Linked DNA regions of Sus scrofa: regions 2 and 3 are each linked to region 1. The links are chromatin contacts, called in public promoter capture Hi-C maps. All regions are on one chromosome and are shown on one strand. Each heading gives the region's core, a stretch centred on a gene start, on an enhancer-like site or on the middle of the called end of the contact. The rest is flanking DNA. Distances are from core to core; before and after follow the strand shown. Region 1 holds the start of MCM7 (DNA replication licensing factor MCM7). Region 2 holds the start of GNB2 (guanine nucleotide-binding protein G(I)/G(S)/G(T) subunit beta-2). Region 3 holds the start of GIGYF1 (GRB10-interacting GYF protein 1).

Region 1 (4,851 bases), core at 1,729-4,228:
CTGGGTTTGACTTCAGAAACGCGAGTGACAATTCCACGCACAGTTACCAATTTCCCCACAGAGTCAGCCCGTACTTCACGGATCACACGAGGTTTGCTACTGCTCGGGCCTTGAAAATACAGCTCGCTAAAGGGGGAAGAAAGTGATGAGCAAGGTGCTGGGGATCAAACCCCCACATACTTCCCCCTGAGCCCACTCACAATCTGCGCATCAGTTCAGGAGGGTACTGGTTTTGGGGACTCCGGGCTGCCCCTGGGTCCCGGCTGCGCTGCTCCATCATCAGCCGGTGCTCAATGTAAACATCCAGGACATCTTTATTTACCACCTGAAAGGATAGGAAAATAAGAAAACTAAGTGGTAAGATAGGGAAAGGAGACAGCATAAAAGGCTCCAGGCAGCAATCACCACCCTTTTTGCCAGCTCAGAAAATACCTGAGTTCTCTTGTGGCACAATGGGTTAAGGATTCAGCGTTGCTGCTGCTGTGGCTCAGGTTGGATGCCTGGCATGGGAACTTCCACATGCTGTGTCAGGGCCTAACAACAGCAATAGAAGAAAATACCCGAGTAGCTTCTCAACAGAAACCTAAGTTTCTTGCCCTGCATTTTCCTCACCTCCCTCTCCTTGTACTGAGGCAGCAGCTCTTGCACAGCATCAGCGAAGAGCCTGGCATAGCGCTTGGTGTTCTCACAAATGGAGTCCACCAACTCAGGATCATCCTCAGTGACGTCGTCTAGGTCTATGTACATTGCCACTTGCTCCCGATGAGCCAATCGAACCTGGGGGTGGGGGGAGACGGCAACAGAGCCAAGTTCACAGGCAAGAACCCATCACTGTGGCTCAACACACAAGTTACCAAGCCTCCAAAGGACAGAAAGAGCACTGTGAGACAGAAAAAATACTCACCTCTCAGTTAACTCCTAAAAATACCTTAATTATTGTGAATATAGTACTGTTAACAGGTATGATGCTAAACTTGTCACTTAAAGAGAAAAACAGCCTTGCTAAAACAAGTCAGGCCACTTCTTAGTAGCTCCTTAAGCCACCATCCCATTTCTTCTACCTAACCTTAGACTTACCAACTGGTTCCCATACTTGAACTGCTTCTTGCCAAGTTCGTCATCTTGGTAAAACTCCTGTAGAAACTTCTTCACTTTTTCTACAAGGAAAGTGTAAAATCGTGACGATCAATCTTTCTTCAGATACCTTACTCCAAACTCCTCTGATTCACTTTCACTTAAAATGAGATCTCTGAACTAATTAGATAAATGAAGATTTATTTAAACAAACCTACAAACTCCTTTTCCAAGTCCGTTTTTATCTGGGGGAGCAGAGGGACCCCTGGCAGTTGCGAATATTACCCAACACCCACCCCCCAAGGGAATTCCACTCTCAGCCTTAGTTAGAAATCTCGGAACCCTTTTCCAAGGGCCTCCCACACCTGGCAACACACCCAGATCTCAAGACTCTCAGCTTTTCTTCCGCGCGAACGCTTCCCCTTTTCTTTCTGTCTCCTAAATCGCCGCTCTCACCGGGACCTCCGCCACCAGGCCCGTCCTCCGCCCCACCCCCTCTCCCGCCACTGCTTCCGCTCTTAGTAAACAAAGAAGCACATGGGCCCAGATGATGCCGCCGCCTCACAGCCCGGGATTCCTCCGCTCAGGGCGGGAGACCGTCCAGCGATTGGCCAGCTCCTCGAGGGCCACTCCGTCCCACCCCACCACTTCTTCCCTCGGTCTTCCTCTAAACTCCCCCATCCCAGGCACGCCCCCATCCTCAGTAGTTCTCTCCGCGGCCACCGCGCGGAAGGACACTGTTTACACACGACACCCTCCAGCGGTGTCGCGCAACTTCCGCTCGCCTTCACTTCCGCTTGGAGGTTAGCCTGACGCGACCAATCCCGGCGCGCAGCGGCTCAGGCCTGCCCGCCCCCGGGGCTTCGGCGCGTCGCGGGAGGACGCGGCTACTCTTGAGTGCCTAAGACCGTGGAAGGAAGCGGGCCCGCGGGTGCCAGACCCTGAACCTTACGGCCCCTGGAAGCCTTGGTCTAAGGCGCGACCGTTCCTTCTGGAGCCTCCAGCCGGGGTGTCCGCCCCCCACCCCACGATACCCACTCCTTTCCCGGACCCGGTTACCAGCTCTTCCCCGACCCTGGCGCCTCGTACGCCTCCCAGTTACCGTAGGCCTCAGCCCCGACGCTTCCCGACCCTACCGTTGACCTTGCGCTCCGGGCCAGGCCCCTCAGGAACCCAACCCACCACCAACAGGTGTTGGTCAGGAACCTTTCCGCGCAGGACGCCCCTCCCACGCTTGCAGACCCTCACCTTTCTCGAGAGCGTAGTCCTTAAGTGCCATTGCTGCCCAGGGCTGCGCGGCAGCAGTTGGCGGGCTCAGACCTCTCACTGCCTGGGCAGCAAAAACCGTCTGCGCCGTGGTCCGCAGCCGACCAACCGAAATTGGCGCGAAACGTCGCCCCCCATGTGACCAGCGCCGCTGTGTGCGGGCCAATCAGAGAGGAGGTCCTCCGCCCCGCCCACTCGCCACAGGCCCCAGCGTCAACCAATCACCGGGAGAACCTGGGGTGACTGACGGGGAAATGGCGCGGGTACTGAGAGGGAAAGGCTGAGCGAGGCGGGGCAGGCGCCAGGTTTCCCGCGGTCGGAGGAGAAGCCCTCTTAAAGGGCCAGCCCATTCCCGTCCTTTTGTTCCGGGGCCGCAGGGCGGGGCAGGCCCAACTTTTCGCTGCCTCCTGGTCTACCCTCCAGAACGGCCATGATTTCCCAGTTCTTCATTCTGTCCTCCAAGGGGGACCCGCTCATCTACAAGGACTGTATCCTTGGCTTGCGGGGCGGGGTTGGGGCTGGGTGGGACTGGTGCCTCCGAGCTAGCCAGTGTCGCTGGCTCCTTAGCTGTTCTTCTATCCCGTCAGTCCGCGGAGACAGCGGCGGCCGGGATGTGGCAGAGCTCTTCTACCGGAAGCTGACGGGACTGCCCGGAGACGAGTCTCCTGTTGTCATGGTAACCACTGGCGGGGGTGGGGGGTGGTGGTGGAAGGGATGCGCTCAGCGCTCCGAGGCGGCGGGGGCTGGGGTGGGGAGGGCAGTGCGGGGATCTTCCCAGGGCTCTTTCCCTGAGAGCTTCTACTTGGGAAGTGCAGTAGTCCAAATGTTAATGGCAGTTTATTGAGCAGCAACCGTGTTCCAGGCACAGTTCCTTACACATCTCTGTCCTCAGCTACTCAGTTAGTTGGTACTGTTATTAATACCATTTACACAATAGGAAGCTGGGCTCTAGGGAGGTTTCATATGTGGCCCCAAATCACGTTGCTAGTAAGTAGGGGAATCCGGATACTAGCCTGTCTCACAGGCCAGGAATCATTACAACTCTCGTTTCCTAATGCTTTTCCCCCTGCCTCTACCTCAGCACCACGATGACCGTCATTTTATTCACATCAGACACAACGGCCTCTATTTGGTGGCCACGACTTCAGAGAACATTTCTCCCTTCAGCCTCCTAGAGCTGCTCTCCCGGTGAGGAGGACAGGGCTGGGCACATGGGCGTGGGGGTGGGAGAGGAGGCCGATATGCACACTCCATTGTGTTTCTGCAGGCTAGCCACTCTCCTGGGAGATTACTGTGGCTCCCTGGGCGAGGGGACCATCTCCCGCAACGTGGCTCTGGTCTACGAACTCCTGGATGAAGTGCTGGTGAGGTCTGAGAACGTCCTTCCCTGTCCCCTATTCTCTGAAGATACATCCCGTGGTTGGGAGACCAAGTCCACTCATTTTCACCCCTTCGCCCCACTGACCACCCAAAAAATGTCCTTCCTCTGCCCGCAGGACTATGGCTACGTACAGACCACATCCATGGAGATGCTGAGGAACTTCATCCAGACGGAGGCCGTGGTCAGCAAGCCCTTCAGCCTCTTTGACCTCAGCAGTGTTGGCTTGGTCAGTCAAGGGACAGAGGAGGCCAGCATGGATGAGGGTTGGTGGGGAGTGTCGGACCTGAGGATTGATTGCTTTGGGTGCTTTCCAGTTTGGGGCCGAGACACAACAGAGCAAAGTGGCCCCCAGCAGTGCAGCCAGCCGCCCTGTCCTGTCCAGCCGCTCTGACCAGGTAAGGGTGGGGTTGACGGGTGCAGATCAGAGTCCCGGAGCCCAGCTTGTCTTTCCATCTCCTCTAGACATAGGTGATCTCGTCCCTTCCCTTTCCTGTGTCCCCATCCCAGAGCTCCAGCCTCTAGTGACCTGTCCTTTTTTGCCTGTCTGTGTTAGAATAATAGCCAGTCAATCGCCACCCACCAAATCCCCCTCTCTTCCTCAGAGCCAAAAGAACGAAGTGTTCTTGGACGTGGTCGAGAGACTGTCCGTACTGATAGCCTCTAACGTAAGTGTGGGCCCCCAGCCTTGCTGCTGAGGACAGGTGACGTTTGGGAGACATGTCGGGGAGGTCCCTTCTGCACATGAACCTTCCTGGCGCTTTCAGGGCTCGCTGCTGAAGGTGGACGTGCAGGGAGAGATCCGACTCAAGAGCTTTCTGCCCAGCGGCTCCGGTGAGCAGCCTGCAGGCTAGACCAGGGTGGCGTTTGGGATTGGCTCCTTGGTGATGTGCGTGGTGTTCTTTGGCGGCTTTTTCTGATGTTCTTTTCTCTGACAGAGATGCGCATTGGCTTGACGGAAGAGTTTTGTGTGGGGAAGTCAGAACTGAGAGGTGAGGGTCTTTCCAAGGCAGTGGTCACTGCCACAGGTTTCATGGAGGCAAGTTAAGAGTCAGATCCCCTCCCTGCCCTTTTCCCTCAAAATATGGGTTAGGAGAGGAGTCTTTCTCTTTTTCCAGGTTATGGGCCAGGAA
Region 2 (4,615 bases), core at 1,469-3,968, 560 kb after region 1:
GTCAATCCCATGCCCACTTCCCAGTCCAGCCTTGATTCATCTTTCTGCAGCATTCAACACAGTTTACCATTCCTTTTTTGGAACACTCTTTTCTTTGGGGTTCCAGAACTCCACATTCTCCTGATTTTCTCAGCTCTCTGGTTTCTCCTTTGGCAGCTCCTCTGCCTGACCTTTAAGTGTTGGAGTTCTTCAAGGCTTGGTCTTAGGCCATCCTGTCTTTTCCCTGAACCTCTTTATGACTTCATCTGCTCTAAAATGCCACTCATTCTCAAGGCTCTATTCCAACAGACTCCTGCTGTGCCCCAGACTTGCTTCAACAGTACTGAGCATTCTTCCTTGTACTTCTCCTAGGGACCTTAAGCCTAACGTGTCCCAACTTCAAACTCCTGATCTTCCTCCCCAAATGTAACCCTTTCTAACTGTTTTGCTCTCAATGAATGACACTTCCAAAGCCCCCAGTACTAATAGTTATCTCCATGGTTGTCTATCGGCTGTTGTAAGCTCTCTGCAGGCAGAGGAGGGTGCACAAGTTTGAAGTTGTATTCCAAGTACCTAAGACAGTGCCTGATACATCATTGGGACCTAATAACTATTTGTTGAATGAGTTAAAACAAAGAAACATATCCACACAGAAACCAAAGCAAGAGGAAGCATGGAGTTCCTAGTGTGGCACAACGGGATCGGTGGCCTCTTGGGAGCACAGGGACACAGGTTGGATCCCACGCCCGGCACAGTGGGTTAAGGATCTAGTGTTGCTGCAGCTGTAGCTTAGGTCCTGAATGTGGCTAAGCTACATTGGCCCAGGAACTCCATGTGCTGCAGGGCAGCCAAAAAAAAAAAAAAGGAAAGAAAAGGAAAAAATGAGAGGAAGAATAGAAGAATAACTTGATGCCTATAGAGATTAACAAAATTGGGTTCCCGTTCTAGGCTGCTAGTTTTCTAAGTGACTTTAAGGAAGTCACTTTAATCCATCTGTAGATTGAGAGGAAACTGAGCTAAATTTTCTATAAGATCCCTTCCAAGTTCTTTTTGTTTTGTTTTTTAGGGCTGCGCCTGCAGCATATGGATGTTCCCAGGCTAGGGGTTGAATAGGAGCTGCAGCTGCTGGCCTATGCCACAGCCACAGAAATGCAGGATCCAGAAGTTCCCGTCGTGACGCAGTGGTTAACGAATCCGACTAGGAACCATGAGGTTGCGGGTTCGATCCCTGCCCTTGCTCAGTGGGTTAACGATCCGACGTTGCCGTGAGTTGTGGTGTAGGTTGCAGACGCGGCTCGGATCCCAGGTTGTTGTGGCTCTGGCGTAGGCCGGTGACTATGGCTCCGATTCGACCCCTAGCCTGGGAACCTCCATATGCCGTGGGAACGGCCCAAGAAATAGCAAAAAGACAAAACAAAAAACAACAACAAAAAAAGGAATGCAGGATCCAAAACCAGGCTGCAAACTGCACCATAGGTCACCGCAATGCCAGATCCTTAAGCCACTAGTTGGATACTGGATACTAGTTGGATACTGGATACTAGTTGGGGTCATTACCTGCTGAGTCACAATGGGAACTCCCTCCCTTCCAAATTCTCATTGACACCTATTACCTACTGCTAATATATGATCGAATTGGTGAGTGCTCCATAAATGGAATTTGTGCTTAACTAAGAATGTGACTTTTCTTATTCTCTTTAAAAATTGGTGCTTTGGAAACTGTTTTTAATGCCTTCAACTGAGGCTAAATGAAAAGTGTATGTTTTAATACTTTTAAATCGCATGAGGACTCAATGAAGGTTACTCATTGATTTGAACTTTCCAAAACATTTTCACAATCCGCAGGATCTTAAAATAATCCAAGGTGACTTGCAGGGCAGGTAGCTATCAACACTCTCATTTTATAGATGTGGAAACCGAGGCCTATACTTACATTCTCATCCCTTCGCGGAGATGGTCCAGAGCGAGGTTCATCAAGAGGCTAGATATTAATACACACAATAAGGTCGATAAAGCAGCCTTGGTTCATATTCCAACTCTGCAGCCCTAGGACTCTGTTTCCACTACTGTAAAATGGGGACAAAGCCAGTACTCAACTTCATAGCACTGTGAGGAGTAAATAAGTATGAAGCTCAATAAACGAGTTGCTATTAGAGTGTCATGCCGCCACATAAAGAGTTCCGCAAAAGCCACTGGGCAACGCGGGGGCACTGCCTGGGCAGACCCGTTCTCACAGCATACCTGAGTTCCCAGGGGCCGCCCAGGTCCCCATGGCTTCCCGCCCGGGCACCTTCGGAAACACTGCTCCTCCTCGCTACGCGTTGAGGCCGGCTGGCCTCTCCAGCAGTGATCAACACTGATCTCTCTCAACCCTGTCCCCTGTGGAGGGGCGTGGTCTCACAGACAAAGGGCGGAGCCAAGGCGAGAACTGGGGCGTCGAGCTCCCCTTCCCAGTCTGGAGCCGCCCAATCCGGGAGGGCAGGTCACGTGACCAGCGAGCGGTTTCACCCTCCCCTATGCCGGTACCACCTATGTCAGTCCCAGAGGGGATGTTTTGTGCCTTTTCGGGAAGCAAAGTATTTTTCTGAGCCCATTTTGCGTAGAAATAATGTAGAGTAATATCTTTGATGTTATGGGGTCAATATTTGCCCCCTAAGTGCTATTTTTCCCCCGGCCTCCCCCCGATAAGTAGTTGGTCTCGTCCAGCCGGGCCCTGGGCGCGGCGGCGACGGCCGCGTCACTGGCGGGCGGGATCCCTCCGCTCTGGGGAGAGCAGCGCTGGACGGTTGAGTTGGGGTGACTGAGAAAATCCATCCGCGTCGCCGCCGCTGCCGCCTCCGCCGCGGAGGAAGACAGGACCTCCCGCTCTCCTTTAGCGACCCTTCGCAGAGTCCCACCGCCACAGGTACCTCCGCTGGTAAAAGGAGTCCTCATCCCCTTCCCAGCCCCAAATTCCCGTGGGGGAACCTCTCTTCCGTCTGTCTACCCGGTCTGGCCTCTCGGGAGCGGACGTAACTCCCCAGACATCCCCTCCCTTCTTATGGCCCCGTCGCTCCCAAACCCGGAAGGGGAACTGGGGGACCCTCGCCCCCAATAACGCACGCGCTCCCTGCAGCATCAGGGGCCTTTTGCCTGACTCTAGACCTCATCTCACCCCCACCTGCCTCTTGCTCCCTGAGAAGTTGGGGGGCTAAATTCGGGGCTTCCTCTAGGCCCTGTCCCGCCCCCTTTCCCCACCACTGCCACCCTCTTAGCTCCCCCGGGGTAGCACCCCTCGTGTCCTCCCATTTCGCACCGCCGCTGGCATTCGCCTTGCAAAAGTCCAGAATCCTCAGAGAAGCAGGCAAGGCCGCGAGGCCACCCTTCCCTTGTCTCCACCCTCGATTTAGGTTCTTTTCTGGACCCATTACCCCCTAGACCAGAGACCTCGGCACCTCATTCCCTTTAGCAGTCCTAACCTCACGCTTAGCTCCCAGTCGCCCCTACCCCCCACCGAGCTTTCTTTTGGGCAAAATGGAGGTCGTGGGGGCCGGAGAGCCAGGCCCACTGCGTTTCGAAGAGCCACACCGGCCCGCGCCTTCCCCTGCCAGATCCGGGGACCCTCGCTTGTCCCTTGCCTCCCCTTCGCCCCGTCAGCCTTGCGGAGGCGGTGGCACCCCCATTTCTCCTTGGGACCCCAATTGCTGTATGCCCAGAATCTGGGGTTGCCGAGGGGGCTCGGAAGGGTGATAGGGATTGAGGGCTGGGAGCGTTGCCCCCGCCCCCAGCGGCTTCCTCCTGGCCTGCTTCCTTCTGCCTGGGGCGTCTGGCGCTGCCGCCCGGCCTGGGCTGCCGGCAGCTGGAATTGAGGGGCTTTGTCCCGAGCTGGGGAAATGGGATGGGGGTCTCTGCCCCCCACTTTGGAAGGGCGTCCCCAGGCTCTGGCGTAGAAAGCTGAACAGAGCGAGGGGAAATGTCAGCGGGGAAGAGAAACGCCCAGGGCCTGGGGGAAGTGGGAGCAGGGTGGGGGACGCCTGGGTTGGCAGAGTGCAGTGTGCATGGCCAGATCACACAGGTGTCCAAAGGAGGGGGGGGGTAGGACTTCGGGCGCTGGAGCGGAGCCAGCCAGGCCCCTGGGGCCCCGGCGCGGAGCTCACAGGCTGGGCTCCTGGGGAGCCGAGGGTGCAGGGGCCGGGCCGCCTGAGGCCGTCCGCTCGCCAGCCCGCTCTCCGGCGCCTGGGAGAGAGCAGCTCCGCGCTCGGGGCCCGGGACCTCTCTTCGGAGACCTAATTACTCGAGAGCGGCTCCCACGGGCTTCCTGCAGGCACGCCGGGGCCGTCAGCCTCGGCGCTGGAGGAGCAGAGGCTTGGGGCTGCCCTCCCTGCCACCCTCGCCTCCACCCGCTGCGGGCGGCTAATGGGGCGCAGCCGGCCCAGGGATAATCCGGGGTGAGCCGTCCCGAACCTATTAGTGCCCAATCGGCTTTTCCAAATCCTGTAAACAGCCACCCGGGCCGGTTCTGGGGAGGGGCGGGAGGCTGGGTCGGGCGGGGGCGATGGGGCTGGGGCCGGGGGTGGGGTCACCCACCCTACAGGTCTCTGCCGTGGATGCGGTTGCCTTAGCAACCGGGCTACGGTGGGGGCACTTCACCAATGAG
Region 3 (4,720 bases), core at 387-2,886, 590 kb after region 1:
TTCTCACCTCCTCTGCTCTAAAGCGGGGCTATTTCTGTTTTTTTGGGTTTTTTTCCCCCATCCCAAACTCCAACCACAGATGTAAAAGCTGGGGCAAACTGGGGTCCTTTAATCCACCAAACCACACACAATACTGACACATCCATTGGCTGAGAAAACCAGGCCAAGAGTCTTAGAACACAACTCATTTGACTGTAATCGCCATATGGGACCCTCAAGGTCCCTGGACCCCAGGCCATGGTAGCAACACAAAGCCCAGATCTGCCCCAACTCTGCCCAATGACACACCACCTAGAAAAAACGGAGGCGGGAGTAAGGGTGAGTGGCTCGGACTGCAGCAGTGCACAAGGAACGGTATACTTGAAGGAGCCAGAGAGAAAACTCACCCTGAGAGCAGCAAAAGGGACCAGCCTGTTGGTACTGATGGTGTTTCAGGTGCAAGGCCAAAGGGCAGGGCTAAATTGCAAGTGCACATCAGCTCTCAGGGGCAGAGAGATTGTAAAGGCTGATCTTTGGAAAAGCAGCAATGAGAAGCAAGACAGGAGACTGGGTGGATGGAGGAAAGAGCCGGCCAACAAGTACTAGTTGGGCATCTACCTCTCAGGGTCAGGCCGGGCCCTACGATGGACCAGACCTGGAAGTTTACTGGAAATTACAGTAATGACTGCGTAAGATATGAGCGATGAGGATCTTTTTGAAGTGAACTTGAAGGGAACAAAATAAAAAGGCAAAGTGTGAGGGGCTGTGGCTGGAGAGCTGCTGGATCAGGGGAGATGTGCTGGGAAGGGCCCAGCCTGCTAACAGGAAAGACTAAGGTGTTTCACAAGCCCAGGCAGCCAGGAGGAAGGAGACCCCAATGACCAAGCACTAACGTCGCTTGCTGAAAGGAAATTTAAGCGAAGACCCAGCCGAGGTGCTTTGGTTAAGAAAAAAGGCTTCCACGTTAGCCAAAGTCATGGAACGCTTGGACTTCAAGACCTGCAGGGCCCAGCTAATTTCGATAAGAAGCCAGAGGCACGTTGGGGGCAATCTCCGGGCAGCACCGGGCATTAGGGTCCGGGGCCCCCGGGCGGAGACTGCGGGCGGGGGGAGGTGGGGAGCCCGGGCCGAGCTTCCGAGGGGCAGGAGGACGACCGTTAGGAGCGCGGGGGTGGGAAGGAGGCGGCCCGGCCGGGGAGGACGGCGTGCCCTTCAGGGAGGGGGCGCCAGGTGCGTGGGGCGCGGGCGGCCGCCCCCCGGGAGCGAGCCGGCCTCTCCCGGGGCGGCGCGGGGGGCCCGGCCCGCGCGGGGGGAGGGTCCGGCGGGGAGGGCCGGAGGGCGGGCGCACCCGGGGGCGGCGGCCTCGGGAGGAGGCGGGGGAGGGTCCGTGCCGGCGGCCCGCGCTCCCGCTCAGCCTCTCGCAGGCTCGGCGCGGCCGCCTCGGCGTCGGGGGCGGGCCTTGGCCGCGGCCCGGCCGCCAGCCGGGGTCCGCGGGGCCGCCGAGCGCTTACCGCGGCTGGCGGGCTGCGCGAGGCTCCGGTCCCGGGGCGTTGGCGACGCGCGGCGGGCCGGGGGGCGGCGGCGGCGGGGGAGGGGGCGCTGGCGCTCCCGCGGCGGCCGCTCCTCTCTGTTTGTGTTTGTAGCAAGATGGCTGCCCGCCTCGCACCACGTGACGCGGACGCGGGGCCGCGGGGCCGCCCCCTCCGCCCCCGCCGCCGCCACCGCCCCCGCCCCCCTCCGCGGCTCCGGCCCGCTGCGACCCGTAAGGCCTGGCCCGCTCCCCGCGTGCCCAGCGGGCGGGGCCCGGACGCCCGCCGCCCCCGAACCCCCCCCGGCACGTGACCCCGGAGCCCGGTTCCTCACGTGACACTGCCTGCTGCGGGCCGGGGGTGTCCCTGGGGCTGCCCGGGGACCCCCCCCTGCACGTGATGCGCGACCATCGCCGGCCCCCCCGGGGGTTGGCTTCCTCCGGGAAGCCCGCCTGGATTGAAGGGGAACACATACAACCCAGCGGTGTGTTCATCAGACATCTGGGACATATGAAATAACGGGGAACCTAATGACTTAGAAACAATTCGAGGCAGCACTGGCTGGTGAGACCTGGACTTTCTATCTGGCTCCCCTGCCAACTAGCCACCTAGACGTCGAGGGCGTTGGACTTGACGCTTTCTGGCCTCAGTTTCTGTTTTATAGTTAGATATTGAAGCTCTCCTCCCTTCCCAGGCCCCCATTCCATGCCCTTCCCGGGGTGCTCAAAGAATGAAAAGAAATGAATGCAAAAGGCTTTGAAAAGAGTGAAAAGTACTATGCAAATATGAGAAGTAAATTGACACTTCCTTTGTTGAAAAAGCTTTTCAAAAATGAGTTTTCTGATTCTTTTTGAACTTTTTAGGATAAAAGAGTTTGGTGTGTATTTTCACCATTTTCTTTGGAAGTTACCTCAGACTGTATGCCCTACTTCCAGGCTTTCTAACACAACCGATACCAAAAACAATATAATTCTCGTGACAGGGAGAGGTAAATTCAGACCTGGAGCTTGAGTCCCCTGTGTTGTGCCAAAACGGGGCACACAACTCCAGAGCTACCAGGAAGAGCCTTTGTTCTTGCACCGAGTAAACCCCAGGCTTCTATGCACTTGCAGCTTTAGTGTCTGCTTTTTTTCAATTCACTTGATTTTTCTTGCAGTCAGGATTCCCGCCTCTGTTGTCAGTGCAGCTGCTTGCTCACAGACTGCAGAAAGCAGTTGTTTAAAGCGAGGACTTGTGTACTGGTTCCATCCATTCCTGTCTGTGGCCTTGGGCACCTCTACTAATCTCTGAGTCTCTGGATTGCATGGTAGGTAAAGCACTTAACACAGTGCTTGGCACAGAGCAAGCACTCTGTACTTGTTAGCTAGTAGGGGCTTCTGGGTCCATGATGTTCAGATTGTTAATCCTATATGAAAACAGATCAACATAATCCAATCTTGGGTCAAGTTCTTTACCTGGAATAGAGTTTTTAAGTTTATGACAGATGGTTTTTCTTGCTTGAAAGCTTTTGTTTTTTTAACTTTCGTAGATTGTGTCCTGGGCGGTTAAAGATAACAGCCGCCTATCTTCTGAAGGAATAAGATCTTAGCATGTTTTAATTGTTAATTAACAAATGTGAGGTTGTAAATTATGGTGCAGAAATGGTAAGGGGGTGGGGGAAAGGGGGCACTTCTGTGACGTGGAAGCAGTCAGGGACAGTGGTAGCCTATGCTGAGCTGGAAGGAAGGGCAGGATTTGGGTAGAAAAAAATGAGCATCAGCTTTAGAATTGTGACGGTCCAGGCTGATGGGAGAAGAGGACCTGGATTGCTCGTTGGGTGAAAAATGAAGTAAAACTTCAGTAAAGGGCTTTGAATGCTCTCAGGAAAATGTTTTTGGTTTTTTTTTTCATGTGCCTGGGGCATGTGGAAATTCCTGGGCCACAGATCAAACCCAAGCCACGGCAGTGACAGCCCTGATCCTTAACCCACTAGGCCACCAGGGAACTCCAGGAAAATGTTTTTGATTGGAGAGTACCTACTAGATGCATTGTGTCAGGGAGAGCACGCTGGACTCCAGGGTAGAAGACTGGAGTTTCCCAGGTACCAGTTTGTGATCCTGGTCAAGTAATTTCCCCCGACCATAAAGTGGGAATGCCTCTGTTGATGATGACACTGTGGAAATTGAATGTATAAGTGTCCTCTTTGAGAAATGAAACAAATCAGAACTGTGAATCTCCCATAAAAAATTAAAGGAAAAATTATGAAGAAATCACTTGGACCTAAGATATTTGTGTTTATCCAGGTACTATGCTGTAGAATGTCTTGGTCTTTGTTCTCTGAAATTTGGAAGCCTTTGAACTAAACAGAGATGTGGCTAGATGATTAACTGAGATGAAAGGGAGGTCTCCAGGAACACTAAACAGCCAAGCTCTCTGCCTTTTCTCCTAATGGCAGATTTCCCTGCAATGTTTGCCTTCAATGAAATGCAAAACTTAAGGACCATCTTAGTGTCAAACCAATGCATTACAGTGCCTGGCTTCACCCACCTAAATTGGGAACCTTTATCTGTATGTCAAAATTTGGAAAACATATCTTAGCTCTGAAAAGACACACACCCTAAGTAATGGAGTGATATCTCATAAACTCCTTATTGTTAATTATCAGACAAAATGGGCCTTACAAATAATTTATTGCATTCAGAATTTCTGCCATGAGCCAACTTCTTCGGTTGATCAAGTGTTAATGCTTGTTAAGTCACCAGTGACCATGTTGCTAAATCCACTGGTCTATTATCTTATGTGGCCTCTCAGCAGCCTATGACACAGCCAGTCCCTACCTCCTCCAAGATATGCTTTCTTCACCTGGCTTCCAGATCACCCCACTCCCTTGGTTTTTTTTCCTACACCTCACCAGCTGCTCCTTTTGAGTCCTTTGCTGGTTCCTTCCTATTTCCCTATCTCCCTGGGCTCAGACCTTGCAGACCTGTCCTTTGTAACGGGGGCGGGGTGGGGGAGCAGCACAGTGTCTGAGCCGCATTGCTAGACATCTTGCCGCAGCTTACCCATTGCTTCCTCTGGAAAACCTTGGCTCCACCAAGGTCATATTGGCTGTACCTCCTTGAGGGTCCACTAAACCCTGGACATGCTCTGCACACAGCACTGATCTTCCTCATCTTATTTGCCTTCCACAGTAAACTTATGAGATGCTCGGCACAGTATTGTTCTGTGATGTG

The links. Promoter capture Hi-C pulls out the DNA fragments that hold promoters and counts their contacts.
Region 2: a promoter capture Hi-C map of fetal skeletal muscle shows a contact between it and region 1, with 5 times the contacts expected there. The contact joins the promoter of GNB2 here to the promoter of MCM7 in region 1. A contact is called at or near these places in 1 of 5 promoter capture datasets (fetal skeletal muscle) and 1 of 47 Hi-C or Micro-C datasets (embryonic fibroblasts).
Region 3: a promoter capture Hi-C map of liver shows a contact between it and region 1, with 3 times the contacts expected there. The contact joins the promoter of GIGYF1 here to the promoter of MCM7 in region 1. A contact is called at or near these places in 3 of 5 promoter capture datasets (fetal liver, liver and skeletal muscle) and 2 of 47 Hi-C or Micro-C datasets (embryonic fibroblasts and epiblast stem cells).

The regions. Positions count from the first base shown.
Region 1 is chr3:8,011,069-8,015,919 of Sscrofa11.1, forward strand. MCM7 (DNA replication licensing factor MCM7) reads right to left here and starts at 2,979. Exons shown (of 15, transcript XM_021086193.1): 1 at 2,323-2,979; 2 at 1,078-1,157; 3 at 613-777; 4 at 201-325; 5 at 1-126. The coding sequence starts at 2,353. It overlaps AP4M1 (AP-4 complex subunit mu-1), which reads left to right and starts at 2,633. Exons shown (of 15, transcript XM_021086202.1): 1 at 2,633-2,828; 2 at 2,928-3,016; 3 at 3,422-3,528; 4 at 3,608-3,704; 5 at 3,837-3,947; 6 at 4,036-4,116; 7 at 4,324-4,386; 8 at 4,486-4,552; 9 at 4,657-4,710; 10 at 4,837-4,851. The coding sequence starts at 2,771.
Region 2 is chr3:8,576,319-8,580,933 of Sscrofa11.1, forward strand. GNB2 (guanine nucleotide-binding protein G(I)/G(S)/G(T) subunit beta-2) reads left to right here and starts at 2,719. Exons shown (of 10, transcript XM_003480989.3): 1 at 2,719-2,884.
Region 3 is chr3:8,598,490-8,603,209 of Sscrofa11.1, forward strand. It overlaps GIGYF1 (GRB10-interacting GYF protein 1), which reads right to left and starts at 1,637. Exons shown (of 27, transcript XM_021086242.1): 1 at 1,491-1,637. It overlaps LOC110260076 (branchpoint-bridging protein-like), which reads right to left. Exons shown (of 3, transcript XM_021087974.1): 2 at 1,491-1,960; 3 at 1,137-1,437. The coding sequence ends at 1,137.